Linked DNA regions of Zea mays: region 2 is linked to region 1. A link is a contact called in public Hi-C data. All regions are on one chromosome and are shown on one strand. Each heading gives the region's core, a stretch centred on a gene start, on an enhancer-like site or on the middle of the called end of the contact. The rest is flanking DNA. Distances are from core to core; before and after follow the strand shown.

Evidence for each region. Hi-C and Micro-C count contacts between places; a contact is called where the count stands out from the background.
Region 2: a Hi-C map of ear shows a contact between it and region 1, with 4 times the contacts expected there. The contact joins the promoter of LOC103646931 here to the promoter of LOC100277594 in region 1. A contact is called at or near these places in 2 of 25 Hi-C or Micro-C datasets (ear and tassel).

Annotation. Positions count from the first base shown.
Region 1 is chr2:124,789,353-124,791,945 of Zm-B73-REFERENCE-NAM-5.0, forward strand. It overlaps LOC100277594, which reads right to left and starts at 1,309. Exons shown (of 8, transcript NM_001151111.2): 1 at 1,087-1,309; 2 at 831-1,014. The coding sequence starts at 1,214.
Region 2 is chr2:125,574,244-125,576,836 of Zm-B73-REFERENCE-NAM-5.0, forward strand. It overlaps LOC103646931, which reads left to right and starts at 1,289. Exons shown (of 1, transcript XM_008671539.3): 1 at 1,289-2,593. The coding sequence starts at 1,544.

The DNA.
Region 1 (2,593 bases), core at 59-2,558:
GCAACAGTTTCCATTTTTGCATATTGTTGTTGGAGTTAGCCTAACACATCTCAGTCACACAGATATTACAAATGTGGACATATGATTCGACATGAATCATGTCTTCTACATTTTGTTTGTCATTTTTATTTTTTTGTCTGCATACTGCAACCAGCAATCGACTATTTGCTGCTTCCACATTTTTATTTTTAACTTTTGGCCATATTGTTCTCTTTTGTTTTCTAAGTTCTAACCGAACTTGCATGGATACTTTTTCCTAGACATCTTCATCCCAAATCTACCACCATCGCCAGCATTTTGCATCCCAAGCGTTAAAATCTCTTAATTGCTTACACAACAGCAACATTGCAGCTGCAAAGACGATGCGGTCACCTATACAGAGACTGATCAGTATAGGTCAAAATCAAATAGTCACATATCACATTGTTTCCCAGTATTTACTTGCCGGCAGTCAATAGCCAAGAGGCCTGCATTCAATCAAGTGAACATTTGTGGGGGAAAAAGAGAGATCAAAATATTCGTTAAAGCAGAGGAAACTAAAAAGGGGTATGTCAATTCATAGGGACAAGTCGATTCATGGTTGCAATGCTCTTCCAAAATTACAGAACCTACCCAACCAATTACTAGCAGCACAACGCTAATATTAAAATCAAGAAGAAAAATACATTAGAATGCCAAGCTAGAATTCTTCCGGTAACATAATCCCACTGCAAACGATTTAAGGTATATGGTTTGATATCTATGTGCCCAAGCTTTGATGAATTAATGTTCAGGTGTAAGAACAAGAATAGATACTACAAATATAGAAACGTAGCAGCAGATCCACACACCATCCTGAAATAGTCGGGTTTCTCGGCCTTGCCGGTGAAGCTGGGCACCAGCCCCCACTTCATGCACTGGATCACCGGCCCCTCCCCATCCGAACCTCCTCCTCCGTGGGCGCAACCTGGTAGTGCCCGCATGGCGCCCACAGGCAGGTACGCCCCAGGCAACACATTGTACGACGGCCGGAACCTGCGCCCCACACAGCCAAGGGCAGTGAAAGCTGAACGCACACGAACCGTGTACGAGAAAGGTTTGTCCTACCGGTTAAGATGGAGCGTCGGCACAGCGGGGCCGTCTCCACCGCCGCCCGCGTTGGCGGAGGTGGTGGGGAAGCCGAAGGCCCTGGCAACCTCGGCCGGGCTGAGGGTACACCGGGCCCTACCACACATGGAAGCCTGCAGCGGGCCCTGCGGCGGCAGTTGAGCGGAGGCGACGGGGACCTGGGCTGAGGTGCTACTGTGGCTAGTGGGGAGGGGAAGCCTCGAACACTCCAGTACACTAAGGCCATCTCCTCTAGTCAGTGTAAATACCGGTGCAAATTAATGCACGGTAAATTGCACTGTTTTTAGTGAAGTTTAAAATAAAAGATAGTATAAGACCTCGTTTGATAGGGCTCTTTCTCTACTATTTTTAGCATCGGCTCTGGCTTCTCTAAGAAAACAACTTCCTCTTTATTTTCAAGAACTCTAGAAAGAGCACATGTTTGATTGAAAATATAGCTCCTCCAGTAATTTCTTCTAAAATGTAGCATCGACGAAGAGAAAATATGGGAAAAGAACACGTAGAAACTCATTTTTCTGGCTCCCGACTTCTGCTGTTTTTTAGGAGCTCCTCACTATTTTCTAGGAAGAGCCCATAAAAGAGCCTCCCGTTTGGTAGATTTTTTCAAAAAGTCGTTGTAGAAGGGCTAGGTTCTTTGAAATATCTACCAAAGGAGAGGCTCTTTGATGGACTCTTTCTAGAAAGAGGGAGGAGCTCCTCCAAAAAACAAGCACGAGCCATTAGACAGAAAAATAAGCTTCTACTAGCTTATCTCTCATGTTTATCTCTTTGTCAACGCTACGAGAAGCTACAAGAATAGCTATATTTCTAACTAAACAGTGTGCTTTTTAGAGCTCTTCCTGAAAATAAGGAGGGAGCTATTTTCTTAGAGGAGTCAGAGTCAGGGCTGAAGCTAGCTAGCAGAGGAAGAGCCCTACCAACGGGGCCTAACACGAGAACACCAAACTCTAGTCGCAAGTATATCACTACCTTATACTTATATGTGCTCGTGTGTTGTTACGGCATTTAAAAATTATTATAAAACATACATATAGAATAATAAACATTATTATAATATATAAAATATGTGGGACAAAAATCATCGTAACAATAATATTATATTTACGATATAAATATATAATATTATTATAAATATGTTGGCTCAAATAAAATAAGCTGATGTCGAATAAACATTATAATATCGCACAAATTATTTTAAGGAATTTTAAATGATAGGAAAATATATCGATAACTGTACACTGATCTAATCTTTTTTAGTGATATTGATAAGTCTCTGTTATATGATTTCGATGTTGATAGTGGTAACGATGATGCCGAAGATCGGCTATAGAGACCAAACCACGTGAACTTCGAAAAATCTATCGTGAAGAAAGGGCACATTGACGCCATGAAGGGTAGGTATTTTCATGATGTATCTATAGTGTGGGCAGAAGGGGAGAACTTTATCACACTCCCTAAAAAAGACGAAGTGGTGGTTTTTTGAAGC
Region 2 (2,593 bases), core at 39-2,538, 780 kb after region 1:
GGACCTTGGTCGGTCGCCCCACCTCATGGACCTCGTCGGTGACCTCGCTCAGTGGGGACCTTGGTTGGTCACCCCGCCTCACAGACCTGCTCGGTAGGGACTTGGTCGGTCGCCCTGCCTCGCAGACCTGCTCGGCGAGGACTTGGTCGGTCGTCGCGCCTCACAGACTTGCTTGGAGGAGAATTGGTCGGTCGTCCCGTCTCGCAGACTTGCTCGGCGTGAACTTGGTCGGCCAGGAGATTATATGCCTTATTTCGGGTACCCCTTTTCTGGGTACCCGATAGTAATCATTTGCTACTGGTTATGAATATAATTTAAAAATGCAGCATGGACTTGGACGAAGCCAAAAAGGTAATGGGTGATTAAGAAGATCAACATCTCAAAGCAAGGCATTATATGACTCATTGAAGACTTATCAAAATCATGCAAGAGTTCAAGGCACAAGAGAAAGAAGCCCAAGTGAAGAAAAATGAAGATGCGAAGAATACATACTGTAGAGAGCATCAGATGTGTCTAGTGGTGGACCGAATGTTGCATCAGATAGGAGCAATGCATATACTGAAGAATGGGTTGAAGAACTTAGTACACTAGACACATAGGTGTGTATCGTACATGTGCACCAGACGCCACATAAGACATGGCACCTAATAAACTCTACAACGTGTATGCGGGAGATTACAACATATTGAACGTGTCGGATGGCACACCAGATCCCACACTGGATATGGTACTCTGAGAGATTACCAATGCAACCAAACTGGTAACACTGATTGGACATGTCCGATGTCACACTTAAGCTTCAACGGTCGACAGCCGTAGCTTGAACGGTCGACAACAGCTAGTTCACAATGATTAAGTGATGTTGGAGTTATCAGATGTGTATCTATACCACTATATAATCCACCACTTTAAACTTTACAAAACTCACCCAACCAAATCACTCACACCCATAACCTCCACTAAAATCTACCAAACAAATTGCACCCAGGCTTAACACATTATTAAAATCAATGGTTCAAATCGCTGGATAACATCCTTTCTCTTACTTACTCAAATCAATGAAAAATATATTTGAATCATACTTCATCATTCATTTGTCTCCCTCTCCCTCCTGCTCCATCTCCCGGTCCCCACCACCCCTCCTACCCACTCGTGTCGTCGCCGTCGTCACAACCGTTAACCTCTCCTCTTAGGCTACCGTCGCTGTTGACCCTCCATCTTTAGAATCGTAGCGTTAGAACGAGGTACATGCTAGGTATCATATATGTTAGAGTCCCATCACCCATGGGCGTGTTCTTTGCTTTATTTACCGTCTCTCGTCTCTCTCCTGTAACCAAAGCGCCTTCTTCCCGGACTCTCCCCAGCATCTCGCTCCATGACAAATCCCACCGCGGGTAGATCACAGCACGCCATGCCGCTTCACGCGCGCGTGCGCGCAGCTAGTTAGCTAGCGAACAAACCCAGCAGAAACAGACGCCGCCGCCGACAACAAGCGATCTAGAAGAGCACAGGAAGGAGCAAGGTGTTGCTGAGGAAGGCGACAATGGCCGCGGAGCAGGTTCAGCTGTGCATCTCCGCCGACAGCGGCGGCGGCGAAAGCAAGCGTGACGCCATGCCGGTGGCGGTGGCCGTGTCCCTGTGCCTCCTCCACGACGCGTTAGGCGTCGCGCTGTTCCTCGCCTCCCACCCGCTCCACACCGTCTACCTCCTCTTCTTCGCGCGCGGCCTCCTCACCCTGGCGGCCTTCTTCTGTCCGCTCCTCGTCTCCACGTCGCTCCTCCTCGCTGTGTTCGTCACCGTCGGGCCGTACGTCGGCGGCGCCGACTGGTCCGGGGTCAAGTCCCTCGGTAGGACCTGCGGCATTGCCGTCGCAGCACTCTGCGCCGAGCTCCGGCCCGACGGTGCTCCAGCGGGGCTTGTCGCGCAGCTGTGCTCCTTCGTCCTTGGTCCCACCGACGCTGCCTCCCTTCTCCGCGTCGAGGAGATCATGGGTGTTACAGCTTCTTGCTTTGTGTCTGAGGAGGAGCAGAGCTTGTTGTTAATTGGTGAGCCTGCATTTGCGCTCCCAGTAATAGATTACATTTCTGACAGAAGCATCTTGGATTTTGAGAGTTTTGGTGATTTGAAGGACAAAATTGACGAAAAAGTTGTGATTTCCGAGGATATGAAAGGCTCTGATCCTTTGGCTGAGCAGTGTTGCTCCCCCAGAGATACATTATTTGTGCAAAAAATGGAAGCAGAAGGAGAGAGCGGCATTCAGGGGCAGGACTTAATTTTGTCAGCCATTGATGAGGTCAGCGATGGTGTTGAGGAGAAGAGATTGGAGTGTGACCCAGTGTCAGTAGAGATGAAGAAATTTGAGCCAGTGCAATTATTGGAGACCAGGAATTGTCAGGCAATGCAAACAATGGAGATCAAGAAATTGGAGCCATCGGAACTAATGGAAGAAGCCAAGAAACCGGAGATCAAGAAATTTGAGCCACTGCATGCAATTGAGATCAAGAAATCCGTGCAGATCAAGAAATTTGAGCCTGTGGTACTGCCGGAAATCAAGGAATGTGAGACAGTGCAGGCAGTACAGACCAAGCAATTG